Linked DNA regions of Mus musculus: all the other regions are linked to region 2. A link is a contact called in public Hi-C and HiChIP or PLAC-seq data. All regions are on one chromosome and are shown on one strand. Each heading gives the region's core, a stretch centred on a gene start, on an enhancer-like site or on the middle of the called end of the contact. The rest is flanking DNA. Distances are from core to core; before and after follow the strand shown. Region 1 has its middle 38 kb from the start of Gm34902. Region 2 overlaps Scfd2 (Sec1 family domain containing 2). Region 3 has its middle 69 kb from the start of Gm52779.

What was found. A called contact is a pair of places that touch in the nucleus more often than the background predicts. HiChIP or PLAC-seq counts read pairs in DNA pulled down with a chosen protein or histone mark.
Region 1: a contact with region 2 is called in an H3K27ac HiChIP or PLAC-seq map of heart atrium, with 5 times the contacts expected there. The contact joins two enhancer-like sites. A contact is called at or near these places in 5 of 484 Hi-C or Micro-C datasets (the 3T3-L1 cell line, 3T3-L1-derived adipocytes, cerebellum and 2 more), 2 of 115 datasets of contacts at active chromatin or transcription factors (embryonic stem cells and heart atrium) and 1 of 9 other capture datasets (embryonic stem cells).
Region 3: a Hi-C map of uterus shows a contact between it and region 2, with 4 times the contacts expected there. The contact joins two enhancer-like sites. A contact is called at or near these places in 2 of 484 Hi-C or Micro-C datasets (both in uterus), 1 of 115 datasets of contacts at active chromatin or transcription factors (fibro-adipogenic progenitors) and 1 of 9 other capture datasets (embryonic stem cells).

Annotation. Positions count from the first base shown.
Region 1 is chr5:73,688,994-73,691,693 of GRCm38.p6, reverse strand. No RefSeq gene overlaps it. Among named protein-coding and RNA genes, the nearest start is that of Gm34902, 38 kb to the right of the region's middle. Within about 2 kb of position 1,378, at least 12 of the 459 cell types and tissues checked have an H3K27ac peak or open chromatin away from gene starts, as enhancers often do. A contact at or near this core is called in heart atrium, where this site is marked.
Region 2 is chr5:74,310,301-74,313,000 of GRCm38.p6, reverse strand. All of the region lies in intron 5 of Scfd2 (Sec1 family domain containing 2), which reads left to right. Among named protein-coding and RNA genes, the nearest start is that of Gm32064, 4.9 kb to the left of the region's middle. Within about 2 kb of position 1,355, at least 31 of the 459 cell types and tissues checked have an H3K27ac peak or open chromatin away from gene starts, as enhancers often do. A contact at or near this core is called in heart atrium and uterus, where this site is marked.
Region 3 is chr5:74,873,625-74,876,324 of GRCm38.p6, reverse strand. No RefSeq gene overlaps it. Among named protein-coding and RNA genes, the nearest start is that of Gm52779, 69 kb to the left of the region's middle. Within about 2 kb of position 1,419, at least 27 of the 459 cell types and tissues checked have an H3K27ac peak or open chromatin away from gene starts, as enhancers often do. A contact at or near this core is called in uterus, where this site is marked.

The DNA of each region.
Region 1 (2,700 bases), core at 129-2,628, 620 kb after region 2:
GTGAAAATGTATATCCCCTTGAGTCCCTTTCTGGAATATGCCATCCACCACTGTCACATGCTCTCTTGTCAATGTGAGGCAATCCACCGTAAGTCCCTCACCAAAGTCTACTAGATGCCTGTACGCTTGCTTAGCTATCAGAATTGTAAATAAACAGACTTCTTTATTAGGTGCCTAACCCCTGGCGTTCTAGTATCACAAAGCTACAACATGCACCTGTTTCTCACAGTTCTTTCCTCCCCACTTCAAATATATCCCTCCTACAGACTCCTCTGTAAGCCTTTGCTTTTGCTCTCTGCCTTTCAGCACACAAGGGGAGGAACTCCCACCTGCTAGTAGGAAACCTTATTAAAGTCAAAAGAGTCTTCCCGGCTAGAGGAAAACACCAAAAGAGAGGCAAAATTAAAAACACTAAAAAGAACTCCAATTGACAGTATGTATCTGCAAGATGATGCCCTAAAGGGAGTCAATGTAGGTTAATGTTGATCTTCTGTCTCTTTCCTCTTGGTTCACTATATCTACCAGAGCCCTTAGTACCTCTCAGCCCCTACACAAATGGAGTCATGGTCCTATGGATGAGGCCACTCCTCATTCAAGGACATGACCTAGGAAACAACAATAGAAGCTCTTGAAACTGGAGATTCTGGGTCTCGGAGTGAAATCTCTCACCCAGCTGAGATGTAGAAAGACCCTAAAAACAGAAACCTACCAACCTGTGTGCAGGATTGCCTGCGAACAAAATGCCACTAAATCTCTGACATCCTGGGATTTGTCATCCTCTCGAAGGGATATTGGCATGCCGCCGTGTCTGAAGCTTCTGACCTGACAGTTTACAGCTGGAAGGGATCATGGCACCCCATGTCTGAAGTTGGCATCCACTCCACTCGAAAGCTACTCTGGAAGGCATGGGTGGCTTCAAGAATCATGGTTGACCAGACTCTGAACTTTCCCTTTTGGACACACAAGCTTCTATATTAGGATACCTCACACATTCAAGGCAAAACCATCTAAAGCAGTCTCCAGCTTGTGTCATACCAGAGTCTGAGGTGGGCAGTGAGCTTGCATACTCAAGAAAGAAAGGACCAACTCCCATCTTGCTTAGGCTGGTCCTGAGAAGTGCTGGTCTAAGTCAGGAGGGGGCCATCCCTGGAAACAGGCAATACCTTATTCTTAGCGCACCCTACTATCTCAAGTTACTGGGAAGCCCACATTCTCTGGGGAGCTCAGGCAGTCTGCTGTTCTTAAAGCTCTGAATGAGGGAAAGTGATGAAGTCATACCCAGCTGGCTTCCCTCAAAAAAGCTCAGAGAGTGTTCTGTTTAACATCACACTATCCCTGGTCCTCCCTCCATGTTTGCTGTGCCTCCCTCTGGGCTCTGGGACATCAAAGTTCAAAGGTCTATAGTCAGGCAGAGCCCTGGGGCTGAAGCTGACACTCCAGGCAAGACTGTGGGACACTGGGAACAAAATGGAACAAGATCGCTGACCCTGGTGTCTGCTGACTGTGTCTACACATGCACATTTAAAGGGGACAAAGAAAACACAAGACTCAAGGCAATTGTTTGGAGTTTCTGACAATAAGAAATGGGCCTCTCACCTATGGGGGATCTTGGAGAAAAGCCACAGAGGGTGTGAGGAGAGCACAAGTGGACAGCTTGTTATAAAGGGCTCAGCAGACAGAATGGAGTCATGCCCTGTTCCCATGAATGTATTTCTTGTGTAAAGACTTCGGGAAAAAACCTAAGGTGCAGACACACACACATCAGTCATATGCCTTTATCATACACTTGGGAGGCAGAGACAGGTGGATATCTGTGAGTTTAAGGCCAGCCTAGTTTACATAATGAGTTCCAAGTCAGCCAGTGCCCAGGGTCACTTAGCCTCTATATTGAAAGAAAGAAAGGAAGAAAGAAAGAAAGAAAGAAAGAAAGAGAGAGAGAGAGAGAGAGAGAGAGAGAGAGAGAGAGAGAGAGAGGGAGAGGGAGAGAGGGGGGGAGGAAGGAAGGAAGGAGAGGAAGGGAGAGAGAAGGAAAGAAAGAGAGGGAGAGAGCAAAGTGGGAGAGTAGAGAGAGGGGACAGGGAGAGACAGACAGACAGACAGAGAAGAAAACAGAAATTGGTTTATATAAGTCAGGCTGGTTTGTTTTTCTGTCCAAGAGCTTGAGGGAATACAACAAAATTCTAATGTTTACCCTGCCCTAAAATTACTAAACTACTTCTATCTTTTTTTTTTTTTATCTATGTGTAAGTATACCAAGTGGATGCCTGGTATCTATAGAAGCCAGAAGAAATCGTCAGACCCCCTGGAAGAGGAATTAAAGGCGGTTGTAGGCCACCTCGTGGATGCTGGGAATAGAACCCAGATCCTTTGCAAGGTCAGCCAGTGCTCCTAATTGCTAAGCCCTCTCTCCAGTGCCTCTATTTTCAAACATTAAAAATCAAAACAGAAGCTTGCTGAGGGTTCAGTAGTTGGTATTATGCATGAATCTACGTTTGTGGAAAGGAAAAAGGAAGGCTTCTTTGTTTCTCACAGCTTTACTGCCAACATTGGCATATTTAGAAATTAATGGCTATATTTAAATGCATTTAATTCTCTGGGAAAGGGGATCTTAACAGAGAGGTGGCTTAGTGGGACCTCTCCAAACAAAATCTCAGACTGTAGAGTGCTAGTGTTGGGTTAATTTTGCTTAAGGCATCTCTT
Region 2 (2,700 bases), core at 106-2,605:
ATTCAGTCTCCTTCAAGATGCACACAGAAGAGGTCCACCAGCATCATTGGAAGTTTGGGCGAGTTGCATCGCTCCCACGGCACGCTTCTAGTAAACTTGTTTCCTTCATCCTCTCTGCTTCCGTGTGATTGAAATGTTCCCGAGTTGGTTTCTTCAAAGTGTCAAGTGGTCCGCGTGGTGCCCTTGCTTTTCATGTGATTGAAATGTTTCTCACATTTGTCCCTTGTGGGTGTCATGTGGACCGTGTGGCGCCCTTGCACAGCCCTTCCCAGCATTTGATGAAGTTTCCCTTATTTTTAGGAATCTGAAAATAGCCCATTGTATTATAATTAGCCAGTGGTAACCACCCAAATATGATTAGTATGGCAAGGACTTCTGCTTCTTCTCTCTTCCAGGGGAGAGGATGTGGGTGGGGGGAAAAGGCTGGGTAATATTTTGAGCATTTTTTTAATGTCGTTAAATACTTAAGAAGCCTTAGGAAATATTTGTGTTTTCAGGTTCTCTAGGAGGCTTTTGAAAAATACTTACACAGCTAATTTCAAACGAAATATTTAAAACTCTGGGGAGCTAAGTCTTTCACTTTTATCCTAATAGAGCCACTTATAGTACCAGCCTTCAATTTGTCTAGTACAAAGAAAATGAGAAACCTGCCCATGACTAGTGAGCTCAAGAGTGGTCTCAGTCAATGGAAAGTTCATTCCCAAAGTTCTGCACAAGTATTTAGCAGAGTTTTAAAAATTCCTATTGTAACAGTTTTGCCCAGTTTTTCTGACTCTCACTAAGCCCTAAGAAGAACACACTAGCGCAGACAAGATTTACCGTTTGCTTGGCTGCTTTTGCCTCTGTATGATCCAGGAGTGCTAACCCAAAAGATGCCTGCAGCAGTAGATTACTTCCCATGGCAACTGACTGCAATGTTACAAACATGAAGCGTTGGCCAGTTCTGCCTGGAGAGTAAGGACAGTTCCTGTTCGAATGGGGTCACTCAAAACTGAGGCCAAGGGTGACATGATCAGAGCCGCTTCCAGCATGTGTCCTTTCAAAGAGATGTTCTCATCGCCCCCAGAGCTTCATTTTAACTTGTGAGAGTTGAGCTTGTCTGTTGTTGTTGTTGTTGTTGTTGTTATTTAATGTTTTGTTTGCCTTTTTATTTCCCTACCCAAGTTGACCCACTGAGAAAGAAGTTATTTTTAGCTTTGGAAACCTCTGTAAGAAACAGTCTCTGCCTTCTAACTAAACTTTACAAGAAAGATTTATTTTGGAACTTTGGTCAAAAGCATCTGTACTCTGCTGGACAAACATCTGTCTTCCAACAAGAGTTGCTGGCCTTCTGATGCTGGTTAATCTGGGTTTGTACTTCAGAGTCCCACAGAGCAGCGTACACTCATTTGTTGATCCATAGCGCCTCTTGGTGGCCAATGTAGGTTACTGCAGAAGGAAAATGAAGCCCCCTCCCTTTCCCAAGTTTAGCAAGTTCTTAGAGACAAGTTTTAATGCAGGCACAGCTTGAAGATATGATCTGAAGAAGCTATGGGAGCACACGAGCTGGGCCGCTCTGCTAGAGCATGGCCATGGCAGAGGATCCCACTGAGCTGGTGTTGTAAGGACGATGGGAAGAGCCACATACTGACCAACCTCAGCCTTCTCTGGTCTGCCTGATTGACAGCATGCGCTTGACAGACTGGGCTGTTCCTGGCAAGCCTGCTCCCAGTTCCCCTGTTGCTTCTTCCATGCATGGGCATAAGATTATAGATGGGGTTTTTGTCATTAGGATGCTTGCATTCTTTACTGTCAGTTCCTTCTAAGGAGAGCTGTTGTCTTCCCCACCTCTGAATCCCAGACACGAAGCCCAAAGTCTGGGTGCATGGGAAGTGTCTAAGAACCAATCGTGATGCATGAAGACATAAAATTCATAATTATGGACTGTCCTAACAACACAGGCATATTCTTAGTTTTCATTACTGTACTTCTCTGTATTTACTCTTGTTAAATTCCCTTAAATATAGTGATCTCCGCTTGATGAAAAACCTAGGCAGAAAATAACAGCTCCCCACCCCATAACAAAGCTGGGCAGTTGAAAGGCGTCCCCCACTTCTCCCTTCTGACTTTCTAACTTTTAGTTATCTGCTAAATCATTACCTTGCAGTGTCAGTTTGTATTCAAAACATCTGCTAAAACTACTTCACCAGTAACATTTTCTAGTGGAAACTAGCTTAGAGTAAACCTAGTCCCCTATCTCCTAACAGCAGGCAATGCCGAATTACAGTGGCTTTCACAGACTAGAGATCCATGCTATGTCTGATTGTACCCTAACCAATTGTATCAGGGTGTGCTATGTAGAATTTTTAAAAAAGATATATCTGGCTATGTTTGAGAATTGAGCTGTATCCCACTGACCTCATATGTGTGTTCAACAAATATTTATTGATTTCCCATTGTGTACTTGGCATTGTGTAGGGTATGGAAGTAGATAAGTGTTTTTCTTCCCTAAGTCTTGTGAGGAGCCCCAGGCACCCTGATGCAGTGCACTCTGAGCTGTCATGGAATCATGCGTACCCAGCAGGCTAAGGCAGTGTAGGGGTGTGTCTGCAAGGGAGCTGCACACTGATGCTGTATGGATGGACTCTGTGGCCTTATCAAGGCAGCGAGCCACCTCTGTGGAGTCAGTCTGGGAGTAGTGTCTTGGAGGAGAGAATAGCC
Region 3 (2,700 bases), core at 170-2,669, 560 kb before region 2:
GAGGAGGATTATAGAATTAGGTAGGCATAAAGCTTCATTCTGTGGAGCAGGCCTCGGTCCAATCAGAGAGCTGTTAGTAACTCTACAAGACTCATGCACTGTTGCACCAGTGGCCAACCGTGCCTGACAGGCCAGGATTGCAGCGTGCAGGGCCAGACCATGGATGTTCTCCCCCATCCTGCAGTCTTCATGGTGTCTTTGGGCGCTATGAAAGCTGGCCGGCAAGGAAGAGGTATTCTGACCGGCTTGACACTGGTTTCTCCATATCCTGCAGTCAAAGTTCCTTGAGCAATCGGGTCTTTCCGTGTAGTTTTAGAGGGTGACCAAGGACAATAACAACAGCCTGTGTTGTTTTTAAAACCTCTGGGGCTACTTAATCCTCTAATCCCAGTATTCCCCAAAACCTTCCATGTTGTGTGTATTTTACTATCCCGTCAATTATTTTTATAATTGGGTTGTAGGGTAGTAAGTTTCCATGTGGCTCTCCAGCCATCCTCCCTTGGCATCCCGTCCTCCCTCATACCTTCTGGCTTCTGCCATATTCCCATGACCCTCTCTGCTTAAACCTTTCCATCCCCAACATTCCATCTCTCAACTTTTGTCTTCCATGTGACTTATTACACCCCTGACATGTTCCTTACAAAAGGCCCCTTTCTGGTTTCCTAGGAAGCTCAGCTCTTTCCTACAAAGTCTGGCTGCAGACATGCCCTTGGACCTGATAGTTGAAGATGAAAGGAATTGGTGGGTACAACTGGAAGAGAGCATTCTCACTGTGAGTTGCAATCAGCCTTAGAGAAAGTCATTCATTCATTCATTCATTCACTCATTCATTTACTCATTCATACATTCATACATTCACTCATCCATTCATTCAACAAATAGTTGTTCAACTCCTGCTGTGTGTCAGCCACTTAGGGTCATAAACTCTGGTGAGCAGAGAGGACCTATCTTCAAGCATTTTGTTTTTGCTATGGGGATGCTGACTCTGAAAGAGGAGTGCAGTTATAGCTGAGAATTTATAGAAAATGCAGCCAGCCCAGGAGAACTGGAGATGTGAGACGGCCTGAGAAAGCAGCAGTTGATACAGGTGGTGGTGGGCAGGCCCATCCCTTGGCCATTCTCACTGTTGAACTCTCTCTGCTTGATCTGTTTGTCTAACACAGTAACCTTTGAAACCGAGACATTCTTGAGTCGGCGTCTTAGGACAGACTCTTCCTGAGTTACTGACAATCCAAAACTGCTGAGAACACACCCCGAACCAGCCTGGAAGACACTGTGACCCCAGAAGGTTATGATCCAGCTCCAGGGCCAAGCACGGTATCTGATGTTTTCTGATCCCCAGGCCAAGCCAGGCCTGCTGGTTTCCTGTTTACCGCTTCTCACTTCGCCCCCTCTGTACCAGAGGGTCAGCTCCTAGTACAAGGTTGAGGACAAAGCCTTCCTGGGCTCATGCAGCCAATGGCTTTGCTGCAAAAAAACACCCCCACCAGCTCAAAGGAAGCATCGAAGGAATGTGGAGTGTGACTCAAGAAGGGGAGTGCAGAATTCTGCTGAAAGAAAAAGACAACCATCCCCGGCACCCTGGCCTGCATTCTCTGAGTAAACAATCTGGACAGAAAGTAGCTCACAGAAGGAGTGTGGCGACGGACAAAATCCCAGAGCCATTAGGGGATTCAGAAGTAACGAGAGCAAAACCACTTCAGGGAAGAGGCCTGGGTCAATTCCTATCATCCCAGTAACAAAGATAACTTGGTGAATACAGCCCCGTGTAAGCACATGGGATCTGGGCGAGGCCGGAGTCCTTTGATCCCTGAAGACTAAGGAACCATTTGTTGACCTCCAATACAATAGTGACCCACATCACAGGCATGCATATGTCATGCAGTGACCCCCCCCCCCCCTTTACCTGGTTCTTTCCCAGTCGGTCTGCTTGAGCCCTCCCTATGTGTTTTTTAGAAAGACTTTGTTGTTTTTCTGGTGGGACTCTGTGAGCTGACTGAGGTAACGCTGAGCCTCTGTGAGCTGGTTAAGACAATGCTAGTCTGGATACTGAAAACTCACAAACAGTAAAGGCCTTTCCTGGTTAGAGATCGTTTAGTCTCGAGAACTGAAATCCATTTCAGCAGGCAGAGACTTTTTGGTGATGTGAGGAGGACATATTTCTGGAACTACAGAGACACATCTCACATACCTGGGGGTGGGGACCCAGCCAGTTCAGAAGGCCTGGGACGGGAATCCTGGAACTGAGCCCCCTCTGCAGGCTTGTCTCTGCATAGATACCTCACCCTCTTCTCCCTTGCAAGCTGGCTTCCTCACATTTGAATGCCCATACAGACCCAGTTCTTGTTTCTTATGGCTCCATTCCTCAGGAAATATTGACTGCCTTCTGGACTTCAAATTCCTGTAGACAGGACTAGGCACACCACCTTAGATCAGAGTAGCTTTAGGTAGGGCCAAAGAATTCTTACAAACTAGTCCCGGAGGTTTCTGGAAAGGAAGCTGTAGGTGAAGACCTGAGAGAAGTTGCCATGTGACGTTATTCTTGGGGACACATGAACAAATCTCCCAGATAGGGAAGCAACGACAGGCCAAAGCAAGGATGCCACCAAAGGCCAACTTGGCGAAGCGATGAGCTTTATTTATAAGCAGTGAGTTACTTATAGGAGTATGGGTAAGGCATTATCTACAGGAGCAGAAATG